Regions from separate parts of the Zea mays genome. Here region 2 is linked to region 1. A link is a contact called in public Hi-C data. All regions are on one chromosome and are shown on one strand. The core of a region is the stretch at or near the end of the contact, and the rest is flanking DNA. Distances in the headings are between cores, read along the strand shown. Region 1 holds the start of LOC100191935 (VIP1 protein). Region 2 holds the start of LOC100193360.

Region 1 (7,462 bases), core at 3,667-6,166:
TGATTTTTGAAAAAAGCAGGCACCCAATCCTTACGTATTCCATACAGCTTATCGAGGGTAATGTTATCGTGCAGATGAAAATCTTCAAGTAGCATTGACCATGCAGTCTCAAACTCCAACTCAGTCAAAGGATGATGTATTATAGATTGAAATCGTGTCTTAAAGTCCATTTCCTCAAATCTTGCATACAACTCGTTTAGAAAAGGCATATACCTATTTTGCACATGCCATAGACATAAACGATGTATTGTGTGTGGGAAAACCCTCTCGAGGGCTACTGGCATTGCAGGATCTTGATCTGCAAACATATATGACAAAATTGTACGAATCTTATTCCATGTTATATAAAGAAAATAATATCAAATTTAAGCCATATTTTATGTATATACATTTAATTCATTATTATCAGTCGTACCTGTCAGCATCACTCGTGGCCCTTCGGTTCCCATGCATGTTTTGAAGGCGTTGAATACCCATTCAAATGTATCAACAGTTTCATCCCCCAACAATGCGAAAGCAAATATAGTGCAATGGAGGTGGTGATTTGAACCAACAAACATACCTAGTGGTTTTTCATACAGATTAGTCTTATGTGTTGTGTCAAATGTAACCGCATCACCAAAATCATGTAATCCCCTTGCTGGCTTGCATATGACCAAAATATGCTCAAAATCTTTCCTTCTTTATCCAATTGGAAGTCAGAGAAAAATTGTGGATTATCCTTTTTGCACGATGCAAAAAAGGATAGTAGCTTTGCCACATCATTTGCATTTCTTTCTCGTTGCTTTGCCTTTTTCCTGAAATTATTGTCAAAATTTAGCATTAGGCAAAAACAACAATCAGCAAATATCAATTATGAATATCAACCGAAACATATTATAAACTTACAGGTTATACATGTCCTGTGCTGTTACAGGCACACTCTCAGGACCACCGTGCATTTCTAATACATAATCCATAATACAATGTTGCGGGATTCGACTCTCTTGCATTGAACTTATGAACTCCATGTATTCAGGATCATGCGTCTTGTTGCATTGTAATTGATTCTTTTCGGTATCCTTTTTAAAAAATTCATGATTATGATCCAAGTGCAACAGATCAATACGCACTGATATAACTGTCTCTTTTGCATCATCATAAATTTTTTTAAGTTTCATACCGGCCTTGCATTGTGTCCGCTTCGAACTGGTACTACGTACCTTTGGGTTTGATATTCCCCTTACTGCACTTTTGCCTTCCATCGAGCAATTCAACCACTTACAATTTTTCCGTTCCCTATATTTTTTCAATGGAAATCCAACTTCATATGCATACCTACTATAAAATTTATATGCTTCATCCACCCCACTGAATGTCATACCAACTTTAGGTACCAATCTCGGATCAATTGTAACTTCCTGTGCAAAAATATAAATTGTATCATGTATGGTACCCTACATATTTTTATGTTGTATGTACATCATAACAATTTTCTGACCATAGTTTTACAGTGTATGCACAATATAACTACTGAATGTCATACCATCTGTAGCTGCATTCTACTGTATACAATTTAACCTACAATACTGAAAATTCAAATCAGTTCAATATTACTTACATGTCTCTGCAGAATCACTGGTGTGTCCTGTTCATGATCACCAATAGTACGCATAGTATTAAGGTGTTGTCCTCCTTGATTTACTGTCATCCTCGATGCCTCAAATATGGTCTGATCATCAACCCCCGGGGCCCTCAAAGCTGCTGGTGGAGTAATTGCATCTACAGCAGTAGTTGATTCTGTATGCGTACTTGCATCTGACGCTAACTGGTTCCCTCCTTGTTGTTCTTCCTGCACCATTGTTACGATATCCAAGCATTGGTTTGGTCGATGAATAGACGTCGGCGTCGTATACTCACTTATGGACTTGTTACCCCATGGCGCCGCCATCTTCCAGAGCAATTACACCCTTCACCCAGCCGCGCCCTATCAAATGATGCGTACTGTCCACTTTTTTTGGAAGATTATGATTATTTTCCCTGTACCATGCGTATATCCAATATCGTGGACGCGAAATTCACGACGCATATCCATTATCTGCTGAATTTTAGGATCGTGGCCGCGCTGATCGTGGGCGCTCTGATCGTGGGAGTAACAGCCATTTATGCGCTTTTATACATAGATTTACGGTGTCGTAACTGTCTGTTTAAATGCGCTTCCCCAATTTACGGGTTACACGTCACCGACCCACGTTCGAACAAGTGGCCCACGTCGGTTTACGCATATTTGTATTAGCTATTATAATTGCATAATTGTAGTGCATTAATGCGGGCCGCCTGGATAGGCCCATTCGGTTCGACCAGGATCGACTCGTCTGGCTGGCGCTCCGCGCACCTATATGAAGCTCAGGGCTTCCATTACCATCGCTATATATATATATATATATATATATATATATATATATATATATATATATATATATATATATATATATATATATATATATATATATATATATATATATATATATATATATATATACATCAGTCATTTCAACTATGGACAGGACAAGAGTATGTTTACGCCCACAATCGTGCATGCGAAAAGCTCGTCACTGAGGAACTTGTCACCTTCCAGACGGCATTACCATTTTATAGGAGTTGAACCGAACTGAACTGCACGACTACCAGATCTAATCAGGTAACGGTAGTAGTATATCATTTTGTAGGAACCGATCAGTATGAGAACTAGTATCTGATACATGGCAAAAATGAGACATGTCGGAACTAATCGCGCTGTCCATGCAATGCAACCAAAGCCAACACAGAAATCTACGCCAAGCCCACTTCCAAGCGTCCAAAAATCTACCATCCATCACGCTTTTCCTGACACCACATATCTTCCATCATCAACAAAATGCAAGAGAGAGATAACCGCCACTGAAAAAAATGGCACTTGAGCACACCCTGATACAAATGGCCTGTGTAGGCAACTGGTCATTTATCAATAATATAAGAACATACCCATGGAAACACTAAATCTCTACTGCTCCTCATCACAAATACTTGTGACATCCCAATGAAAGCCACTGGATAGAAGATGACCGACAGAATTAAGATAGACTCCACCAATACGTTACATTGTTACAGTTGTCTACAAACAGACAAGCCACATGGTTTCTTCTTTTACACAAGGAGATTCAGCAATATGATAGTGTGTACACACACTCAGAAGAATCAGGTGCAGATCGAATCGTAGAAGCTAGAAAGTGCTTGGTTATACTTCAGCCTATTCTTATAATCAAGTAATATGGGCTCGGTTCTACGATAATTGTTTAAAAAAAATGTCTGGAGCAACAGGTAGCCATATATAACTATTTATCTATGAGCAAAAAGGAGCAACAATCAGGTGCTGGTCAAAGTATCTCCCAATTACCTGAGCACATAAGAGATGTGCAAAGTTTTAACTCTTCGAACCAAATTGCTAACCGCTGGAAGTTCTAGAATATACTGACCTCTACCCTCTTTAATCGAAGTATATGTACTTGGTTCATTTGCTAACTTAACCGTGATACCATGAAATTCGTAATGTCTATTTATTTCTCTCGCCTATTAGTCTCAACCTAAGCGCAAACAGCAGAAGCAGTAATGTTTTGCTGACGAACACTAATCAAGGTAACAACTTCACTTATAAAGAAGAGGAAAACATTAGTCAATTGCTTGATAGTGATCAATATTAAGTCACATAGCAATAACCCAGCTAATAAATCCATAGATGATAGATCCTCAATAACAAATTCATAGATGCACACAATATATTCGTTTGATAATCCATTCAGATCAACACATCTTCAATTACTAGCGATATAGCCTAGCAGTCAGCATATCATCCAACAAACATCTCTACAAGCATCAAGCTGTGAGATACATGCAAACAATCATGCATATTTCAAATTTGCAATAAAAAAACATCTCAGGCATCAACTAAACAAAGTAGCACCATCTTTCCTCTAACAGTACAAACCATCCAAGTCATAATAATTCAAAGTCTGGAATCAGGTGCAACTCAAAAGACCAGACAAGAACTCAATTATCCCTCATGTTTGTGTTCACGACTCTTATTATCATTGAAAACTTCAGAAAGTAAAGGTACGTGCCATACATGTTCATCTAGTCTATTATCCAGCTGATAGTAAAGATACTACTACTACGACTCCAGTGACACTAACAAAACGGTTAACCCATTCTCATATAGGCCATAGCAGCAGATCAAAACTTCCGCGCAACGGACCACCAGATTACCTCTTGAGGTTGAACAAGACCACTGCGATGCCAGCCGTGGCAGCTGCTCCAGCAGCCGCGGCAGCCACCAGTGCGGGAGGCACCACGCCCTGATCCTTAGGCGTCCCGGCCCTGGCAGCAATAGAATCACATCCCTCTTCCACGCCCTTGCCCTCGGCAGTGGCGGAACCCTTCAGGGTCTCGATCTCCTCCTCGAGGGCGGCCTTCTCCTGGTACGCGGTCTGCAGCTGGTCCCCGAGCCGTGCACCCCTGCGCATCTCCTCCTCATGGCTAGCCTTCTCCGCGGCGAGGAGATCCTGGAGGCGCTCGACCTCGCTGCGGAGCGTGGCGGCCTCGCTCTCGTTGGTGGCAGCACCTTGCTCGGCGGCGGCGACCTCCTCGCGGGCCTGGGACACGAGAACCTCAAGGCGGCGGGACTCGGAGGACAGGAACTGGTTCTCGTGGCGCACGGCATCGAGCTTCTCCTCCAGGTCGCGCTTCGCCGCGCGGAGGGACTCGATCTCGTCCGCCGCGTCGTGGAGCTTGGGCGTGCCGTCCCCGCCGTTGGTGGAGAAGTCCGCGGCGGCGGCGGTGGGGGAGGCGAACGTATCCTCGCCGTTCTCCATCGGAAACCCTCCTCCTCAGTACTCACCCTCTCTCGCGGCGGCGCGGTGGATGCGGTGCGAGAATGGAAATGGGAATAGAAAAAAAGATAGAGAAGGTGTGGACTGTGGAGAGAGAGGTACCTTTGGGCCCACCTGTAGGCCAGCGAGATGCTGCAATATCAGATGGTAATGGGTACCAAAACCGGAACGTGTTTTACCCGATATATAAGCGGCTATAAGATAACTTTTATACCACAGGTACATTAGTAGACAACAATCTCTACCCATTAGGTAACGGATACAGGTGGATACTATCCATACTCGCATACCATGTATAGAATATATATGTATATTATTATTATTATTATTATCTAATAAAATCTATCTTAGTTAAAATAAAAACCTTCTTTGACTATTGTTTATTTACTATCAAGTTATATAATTATATGGTTTGTTATATTTTAAGATAAACTTATTTTTTATATTTATTTGATATTTTGAATAATCAAAATATTATAATTTGATATCTTCTTAGCGGGTACTAGGTTATCCGACGGATAAAATTACCCATACAAGTATGAGTATATGAGTATAGGTAGATTTTATACTCCGTGCGTATATGGATAACTAACCGACGACAGGTATGTACACATTGGCATCACGGCTCTCACCAAAGGAATAAGGGATGTCGATGTTCCGATCGGACGGCGTGGAGAAGGGACTTCAGATCGGATGGTTGAGATAAGACGTTGGGGTTCGGCGTTGCACACACGCGGAAAAGAAGAAGCTCGATTCGCTGTTTTCTGCCAGAGCACACCGTGGACGCCGTCCCCGCTCAAGTGAGGTTCGGAGCTCAGAGCCTTGCGATCTCTCGGCTGCGCGCGCGCAAGATGGTGAGATTGGCGCTGTGATTTCCATTTATTCTTGGTTGCGAGGATCTGTGGCCTTCTGTCTGTGTTTGAATCTTAGGGTTTAAGTTCTGTTTTAGTGGGAAGATCACGTATCTGATGGGCTGCGGTCTGCGATTCCCCTTTGTGATGAGTTGTTTGATTACTTACTCATCCTGATCCCTGTTCTTATGCTTAATGCCTCGCTCGGATTCATTCCCTACTGGTTTAGTTGTCTGAGAAAGCACAAGGAGACCTGCGCCCAATCTAGTTTAGCACTCTAGACTGAGCAGTTGATGTTTTGAATACCTTTGTCATTGTTCTGGTTCAAAGTCCAAACGATGAAAATTACTGAATAACGGGGAAAATTTAGTGGTTTTGCGAGCTTTAGAGATGAGCTGGAGTGTTGTTATTTGAAGCTGCTCATGCAAGCTTCCTGAGAGTAATTTTGAGGCTCGTGTTCCTTTCATACCTTGTCGTGTTGTGTGTGCCATGTTCATATCTGGTACTCTCTTCGTTCCAAATTATAAGATGTTTTGACTTTTTTTAGATACACTCTTTTTACTATGCATCTAGACATAGTGTATAGCAAAAGCTATCGATTAGAAAATACCAAAACATCTTATAATTTGGAACAGAGGCAGTATCATTCTGTTAGGGTTGGAGGATTCCTTCCATCTCTTCTGTCGTGTTTTGTGTGCCTTTATATCTTTTTTTTTCTAAAACGAGCAGTAGAACTTCGCATTAAATATATTAAGAAGATAGAAGAAACAACAATGGTCTAAAGAAGACCAGAGTATAGTGTAAAAAGCAAAAGAAAAAGGAAAACCCACCTTACGGTGGCCAGAAACAAAAATACACATAAACATTTTATAGAAGACAGCCAAAAGACGTCAACAACTGCCCCTAAACTAAGGCCAGATGGTGCACAAATCTTTGGCACCTGCCAGACACAACCTCTGAGCATCATCTTTGATGTTCTGTATAATTTGGTTGCCACTAGGAGCATCCCCTTCAAACACACATTTATTCCGCTGCTTCCAAAGCCACCATGCCACCAACATCACAAGGGAGTTAATCCCTTTGCACAGCACATGAGGGACCTTGCCCTCCAAATTAGCCCACCAATCTTGGAAAACCAAATCAGCCCTTGTGGCGGAGAAATGCCGCAGATTAACCATGGAGAAAATCCTAAACCACACTTCCCTAGAGAAGACACAAGAAATCAAAAGATGTTGCACTGATTCATCCTCTTGATCACAAAGGGGGAATTGAACTGGATGATCACAAATGTGTGCCTTTATATCTAATATCAGCCGTTCAGCATGTCTTCCTTTACCTTTGAAGGATTACTTCTCTGATATTTTGTGACAGTCTTCCATGTCATTTTTGACTCACAATTAGAAATTGTTAGAGTAAATCAGTATTAGTCGACTTCTTTTTTCTTAAATATTTTCATATTTCTGTTTAACTTGGTATTTTAAGGAAAGGAAAATATCTTAAATTCATTTGAATTTAGGCCATTCAGATGTATTGATTGGCTTTTGATATGGCACAAGCAGGAACAGATTACTTCTATCCAGTATCCACAGCCATACGCTTTTGTTGGTTCACTTCTGATGGAATTATACAATTTTGTTTGCCAGGCTGACCCAGAATTGGAAGCTATCAGGAAGAGAAGGATGGAAGAACTAATGGCAAAACACGGTG
Region 2 (7,462 bases), core at 2,964-5,463, 170 kb before region 1:
CGGTAACCTCATGGGTTGTGGCAGTGACACAGTTTGTTACAAATTACCCTCGTCATTATGTGCTTTTCTAAAATCCGAGTAAGAAGCGTGACACTCTGGCAAGGCTGACTAACAGGTTGCACTGAGTGTGGTACTTCCTGCTTCTGCCCACACACACAGCATGGGTTTTGATTGCAACTTCTGCCTTGAAATTCCGATTGTACTGTTTCTACATGCGAAATTGCAAACTGACCCCCTAGATATGTTTTTAACACTGACTACAACTGAATGAGACTGTGGCATTGACGCAAGGCTAATTGGATATAGCTGGATGTTCAGAGCTATTGAGTTTTTAACCTAGAGAGTTTGTAGTGCCGTTCCAGTAATCCATAATTTGTTCTTCCTAGACGTTGCAGGTTAAAAGAGAAGAGGTGGGATGCAAGGAAATTTCTTACTTCAGCTGGAGTCATGTCATCTCTTTCTGCAACTGTGGGGAGCTTGGCCGTTGCTGTGGGTCAACAAGAAGGCGCAGATAGCTCTGCATTTGCCCTTGCATTGATTTTTGCTGCCGTTGTATGTACTTAAATCAATCAGGTCCCGTTAATTTCTTTTGTAAGCATGTGTGTGTTGCAACCTTTGAAGCATTCCTTTTTCTGAAGATGTTGGCATCTAATTTTGTTCCTACACAGTAGTTTTTATTTATCATCTTTTGCTTATGGAAATAGGGTTATTTAGTACAAATTCAACCAATAGTTGATCTCTTAGCCTTACTGGGCATGAGCATTATTTTTTCTTTCTTCTTTTTTTAAATAATTGGAGATAGTGATAATGTTGACATTGCTCCACTCTGTTTATCATGAATATGGACACCCTTTATGGTAGTGTGCCAGTGTCTGACTTGCACTAGTGGCCAACATTCATTTTGTTTCAGTTGTAAATTTCCATGCACTTTCATGTCAAAACCGTTCTTTTGTCAATTTGACAAAGTTATCTATATTATGTGGATAAGAGCTTTTGCATTCTGGAACCATGCCAGCCGATGTCCACCGGTGCCATCACTCATCTGAAACCATGCTAGGATTTGCATTTTAAAGCAGTTTCTGCACTGATGACTAATATATTTTCCCCTACTTTACTTAAGTATTTTATCTTTATTTAAGAAAAAAGTGAATGTAAAAAACGGCTAGGTTTTGTTGCAAGCATATTCACATGAACCCTTTTATATAGATAAATTGATGTTAGCTGCCCTTTTTTAAATATGTCCTGAACATACGTTTTTGTCATATAGGTAATGTATGATGCATCAGGAATTAGATGGCACACAGGTCGCCAAGCTGCGGTAAGCTTATGATTTACCATGCATATTGCAAGCATAAGGCATTGTTCTGTTGCACGTTGTTGTCAGTTGAATGTTGCCATTTTATCTATCGGTGTCTGTCTTCTAATTGAATCTAATAACTTTTGCTGCAGTTGTTGAATCAAATAGTCTGTGATTTCCCACCAGAACATCCAATCATTTCAACCTTTCGGCCACTACGGGAACCTCTTGGACACAGCCCACTTCAGGTAGCTCTACTACATACTTCTATCTTCTATTCATGGATGCAAGTGAGTATAAACTATAAACCCCATTTGCATTCCTATGTACATAGTTAATATGGCACTTGTTGAGTTTTCTTGAAATGAAACATGGTGGAATGATCCACCTTTTTGGTTTGGCGCCTGTTTGTATTAATGTATTATACTGTTGCCTCTGCATAACAAATGGCCTAACGATACTAAAATGTTGTATTGCTGCTCAAATGTGTCTCCTTAACTGTGTCTTGCATTCCAGAATCTAATCTGGAATATTTCATGCTAACCCAAGAAAACAAAATTTTGGGTTCTTAGCCTATGGCTTCTATTTTTAGCTGCATGTGTATCTTAATACGACTGTTGAATTTTCAGTTGCTGAATTATATTTATATCTTTATATGTTTCCGTATTTCTTCTACTTTTTTACTTAGCTTGTTTCATTCTCTTTCTTTTGTCGCTGCAGGTTTTTGCAGGAGCACTTGTTGGTTGTGCAGCTGCTTATTTCATGGGAAAATCTGTATAAGGAATAGGAATGTATAGGGTTTGGCTTGTACACGAATTCCATTGACTTATTTTTGTAAAAAAATATCATTGATCAACCGCTTCATTTTCCTCTATCTGCACTTCAGAGTGAACCGCACGGGGCATTATCTAGAAAATGGTTAGTATATTCTGTTTGCTGACACAGAAACAGATTAGGTTGTGCAGCACAGCAGCAGTATTCTTCCACTGGTAATTGATTTTTTTTTGTTTCTATTGCAACTGGCTGGAAGTACTAAACAAGACCCATATTTTGACTTCCTTGGTAAAAACTCTTAGGGCTCAGCTAAATTCTAACGTAAAACGATCAACATCTAAGCTGAAAAAATAAAGAAACTTTGGTGTATTTAACAGCTGCCTCCTAACGATTATCAAAATCAAATAATCAAATACACCAGTACAACAATGTCAGACTACCTATCTCCAACAGACTCCATATCCCACTCTATCTCACTCCATCTCCATATTTTAAACTCCATTTTACAAATAGTATAAAAAATAATTTGCACGTTTACACGAATGCTGGAGATGGCCCACTCGAACTGAGTATCAAGACGACGACATCAGGTGATCGACGAGCTTCATCTCACTTGCGCTGATGCTGCTGCAAACGCATGCAGCGACAGACTGCCACCCTTGTGCATCCAGCCGCATCCCCCTCTGCCCCATCTGCTCCAAGACGAAGCAGGCCTCCTCCGCCTTGCCGTCCTCGCCGAGCCCTCTCACCAGCCGCCTGAACGTGGGGGGCAGAGAGCAGTGGCCGCTTGCAAGCATCGCGTTAAAAACTCGCAGACCCAGGTCGAAGTCGCGCGCTTCGCAGCACCCGTCGAGGAGGACGCGGTAGGTGGCGGCGCTCGGCGCTGTTCCATCCTTGAGCTGCATCTCGACCAGCGCCCTATGTGCCTCGTCGACCCTGCCGGCGTCGCAGAGGCACCTGATCAGGACGTTGTAGCTCGCGTCGTCGGGCTTCATCTTCCGCTTGCGCATGTCGGAGATCAGCCCCTTAACGCCGTCGGCGTCCCCACACGCCGCGCACGCGCTCATCAGCACGCCGTAGTTCGCCACATCGGGCTGGCAATCCCGGTACTCCATGTCGAACAAGAGCTTCTTGGCGTCGTCGTACCGCCCGGCGTCGCAGAGCCCCTGCATTAACAGGGCGTAAGTCACGGCGTTCGGTGCCACACCCCGGCGCGTCATCTCGTCCACGAGCCGCTCCGCCGCGGCCAGCTCCCCTTCCCGGCACGCCGACCCCACCAGCGTGTTGAACGTCACCACCGTGGGGCGCACGCCGCGGGCGAGCATTTCGTCGAGCACCACACGGGCGCCCGAGAACCCGTCCCGGTGGCAAACACCCTTGAGGATGATGTTGTAGGAGACCGCGTTGGTCCGGACGCCTAGCTTAGGAGCCTCCGGGAGCATGTCCCGCGCGGCGTCCACACGGCCGTTGCAGACAAGGGAGTGGAGGAGGGCGTGGAACGTGGCGTTGGAGTGCGAGCAGAAGGCTGGGACGGCGCGGAAGACGAGTAGCGCGGCGTCGGGCCGGGAGGCGGCGCCGAGGTGGTCGATGAGCGCGGCGAACGCGGTGGGCTGCAGCGGGACGCGGAGGGAACGGAGCGCGGCGAGGAGCGGGGGGAGGAGCGGGAAGAGGCGCGCGCGTGCGACGCGGTACAGTACACACGCCGCGAAAGGGTGGTCGTGGAGGTGGCGCGGCGCAGAGAGGAGCGAGGCCGCGGCGGCCACGGGCGAAGGAAGGGACTTGAGGTGGAGGAGGAAAGGATGCGGCTCCGGCGGGGGCTTTGGCCTGTACGGAAACTTCTTCGGGCGGCGGAGTCGGCGCTGTACCGTGGCGGTGGCTGGCATCGGGCATCAAAGGACAGAGGTGGTGGCGGGACCGCGGGAGCCTCAGATCCCGTTTCCATGCTCATAAGGTGAAAGCATTAGTGGGCCTGGTCCAACAAAAAGCATGAACTAGCAGGCTATCAATTAGCCCATTACCACCGGCGGCCCAACAACCCTCGGCCGGTTGTCCCCTCGGGTTCTCCGACCAGCGGCGATCCTCGCGTCCGGCGCTTTCGGCAAGGCTCTTCCCTTCCCCTCGGTCCTGCCTGTACCGCGCATCCGGAATGGCCGACCTGTACACCTCCTCGTCTCCTTCCGGGAGCGCAAGTACGCTACCTGCGGTATGGCCTTAGCCTTTAAACCTAAACCTTCTGAAGTTCTTATTCGCATTCCTGTAATTTCCACCGCTGAGGTCGTATGCGCGGAGCCAGGTCGAATCAAAATGAACGGCGGTGGATTTTTTTTTTTGCTGGACCGAATTGATGATTAATGAACTTAAACGGTTCGGTATTTGGTAGCCTAGTAGTACGAATTACCACCTTGCTAGGGGCTATACCATTTGGTGGGTTTCGCCCAGGGTTGTGCCGGCAAAATTCGAGGCCATGTACAGATTCGAGGCCTCTCTTACTAGTTGAGAGTGTCGGCTATCGCAAAACTATGGGCTCATGGGCTGTGCTTAAGAATGGCAAAGAGAAATTCCCCGTCGAAGAATGGCTCCACATCCTGTCACCATCCCTACGAATGCTCACGAGGAAGGTTTTACCCATCCATGTCCCCGTTGGGAAATGTATCCATGCGGGGAATTCATCCATGTTAGGAAGTGCAATATTTAAAGATAAATTTAAATTAAATATATCAAATAAATATAAATTGAATCAACAAGATTTAAAGTTACAAAAGACATACTTTAGAGTTTAGTTTGCATATTTTATAATATGCTATGTAGTGTTTTTAGTGTAATTTTAAGTCAATGGACTGTAAGTAGAGAGACTCTAACTCTCATCAGAGGATGACACTATGAGTTGGGACAATTTTTCTGTTTATTTCCTCAAACGCTACACAATGCCATACCCATCTAAGGGTTGGAGACCCATATTTATAGCCCTAGAGGCTGCACTACCACACCTTCTCACACACACTACACAACAGGATTGTCCTCTAGATGCTAAAGAGACTACAGAGGACAGTCAAAAACGACTGTTGTCCTCTAGATGCTAAAGCGACTACAGAGAACAGTTAAAAAGCGACTGCTGTCCTCTAGATGCTAAAGAGACTACAGAGGACAGTCAAGCTGTCCTCTAGATGCTAAAGGACTACAGAGGACAGTCAAAAGCGACTGTTGTCCTCTAGATGCTCAAGACTTATTCCATCATTCTCCCCCTAAGTCTTGGGCGTCGTCTTGTGAGAAAGTTGGGTCATCCCGGACCTGGAGCAAAGCTCAACAAACTTGATCTTCCCAAGGGGCTTGGTGAGCAGGTCTGCAAGCTGATCCTTGGTGTTGATGTAACGCGCCTTGATGCTCCCTTCCGCCAAGCAGTCTCGGATGAAGTGGTATCTCAGCCGGATGTGCTTGCTCCGTTCATGGAACACGGGGTTCTTGGCCAATGCCAGAGCGGACTGGCTGTCCACCCTGAGTTCCACTGCTCCAGTGTCTCTTCCGAGGAGATCACCGAGCAGTCGAGCCAGTCAGAGCGCCTGAGTCGAAGCAGTGGACGCCGCTATGTACTCGGCCTCGCAGCTGGACATGGCCACCACCTGCTGCTTGACCGACTGCCAGCTAATGAGGCACTTGCCGAGGAAGAAGAGGATCCCGCTTGTGCTCTTGCTAGTGTCGATGTCACCGGCGTGGTCGCTGTCGCTGTACCCGACAAGGTGTGCCTCCCCAGGGCACCTCGGGTAGTAGAGACCGTGGTCGAGAGTCCCCGCAACATAGCGGATGATCCTCTTCACAGCCTGGTCATGCTCCGTCATCGGTCGCTGCAGAAACCGACTAACGTAGCCGACGGAGTATGCCAAGTCAGGCCGTGTGTGGACGAGGTAGCGAAGGCTCCCCACAAGACGCTGGTACTGAGTAGCATCCACCTCCTCCGTCGTGCTGTCGCGACTCAGCTTCAGCCTCTCCTCCATCGGAGTGAGAGCTGGGTTGCAGTCGGTGAGCCCAGCCAGCTCAACAATGCGCCTGGCATAGGCGGTCTGGCGAAGTGTGATCCCGGAGTCACCCTGGTGCACCTCAATCCCCAGGTAGAAGGAGAGATGCCCCAGGTCACTCATTTGGAAGGTGGTCTTCATCTCTTCCTTGAACGCTGTCACCTCTGCATCCTTGGCGCCGGTGATCACCAAATCGTCGACGTAGACACCCACCAGCAGGGCACTTCCTCCATTGCCCCGCCGATAGATGGCCGCCTCGTGCGGGCTTGGCGTGAAACCCATTCCTTTGAGCGTGGAATCTAGCTTGGCATTCCACGCCCTCGGTGCCTGTCGCAGGCCATAGAGAGCCTTGCGCAGGCGCAACACCTTGCCTTCCTTGCCAGGGATCGCAAAACCTGGCGGCTGGTGTACGTAGACCTCCTCCTTTAAGTCGCCGTTAAGAAACGCCGACTTGACATCCATGTGATGAACATGCCAGCCCTCCAGGGCTGCCAGCGCGAGGAGGAGTCGCACGGATTCCATCCGTGCTACAGGGGCGAAGGCATCGTCGAAGTCGATCCCCTCCTGCTGCAAGAAACCGCGTGCCACCAAGCGAGTCTTATGCTTGACGATGGCGCCGGCTTCATCCCTTTTCAGTTTGAACACCCATTTAAGGGTGATCACGCGATGACCATGAGGGAGATCAGCGAGCTCCCAGGTGCGGTTCGTCTCAACCGCGTCCATCTCCGACTGCATCGCGGCACGCCAAGCCGCATGTTTCTCGGCCTCCGCGAAAGACCGAGGCTCATCATCGTCGCATGCAAGATGCAACTCTCCTGCCAGAATGCGAGATGCAGGGCCTGGCACCGACGGGTCGATGAGAAGGCCCTCCACCCTTCGATACCGCAACGGCTCGCCGTCGTAGCACGCGTCGACGCGCTCCTCGTCGCGGGACAGAGGGGTCACGAGCTCCACTGGGTCGTGCTCGACGCGAGCTGGTGTCGGAGAGGACGTTCCCGGAGAGGGTACCGTCGGTGCTGGAGTACGTGGTGGCGAAGAGCTCGCTGTAGCCGGAGTCGTGGCTGGAGTGCGTGGTGGTGAAAAGCTCGTTGTAGCAGGAGCTGGAGAGTTTGGCGCTGGAGTCGGTGGAGACTTGGGGGCTGGGGTAGACCTGCTCGGAGAAGAGTTGCCTACTCCCCCAGCTCCCTCAAAATGGACGTACTCGATGGTGAAGTCGTACGTCGGAGTCGTGCCGTCGTCCACCGCCTTGTCCCACGCCCATCCTCGCCCTTCATCGAACACTACGTCGCACGCCGTGCGCACACGCTGTGTTCTTGGGTCAAGGATGCGGTAGGCCTTCGAGCCCTCCGCGTAGCCAATGAACACCCCTGGGGTGCTCCTA

The links. A called contact is a pair of places that touch in the nucleus more often than the background predicts.
Region 2: a Hi-C map of endosperm shows a contact between it and region 1, with 3 times the contacts expected there. The contact joins the promoter of LOC100193360 here to the promoter of LOC100191935 in region 1. A contact is called at or near these places in 2 of 25 Hi-C or Micro-C datasets (ear and endosperm).

The regions. Positions count from the first base shown.
Region 1 is chr8:64,920,943-64,928,404 of Zm-B73-REFERENCE-NAM-5.0, reverse strand. LOC100191935 (VIP1 protein) reads right to left here and starts at 4,916. Exons shown (of 1, transcript NM_001137359.1): 1 at 3,966-4,916. The coding sequence starts at 4,886. The coding sequence ends at 4,278. It overlaps LOC103635288 (programmed cell death protein 5), which reads left to right and starts at 5,546. Exons shown (of 7, transcript NM_001352153.1): 1 at 5,546-5,758; 2 at 7,399-7,462. The coding sequence starts at 5,756.
Region 2 is chr8:65,086,430-65,093,891 of Zm-B73-REFERENCE-NAM-5.0, reverse strand. LOC100193360 reads left to right here and starts at 4,213. Exons shown (of 4, transcript NM_001363338.1): 1 at 4,213-4,274. It overlaps LOC100501610, which reads right to left and starts at 3,931. Exons shown (of 1, transcript NM_001196294.2): 1 at 2,492-3,931. The coding sequence starts at 3,513. The coding sequence ends at 2,644. LOC100280797 (acid phosphatase/vanadium-dependent haloperoxidase related) reads left to right here. Exons shown (of 5, transcript NM_001361082.1): 2 at 396-552; 3 at 1,268-1,318; 4 at 1,450-1,545; 5 at 2,018-2,171. The coding sequence ends at 2,077.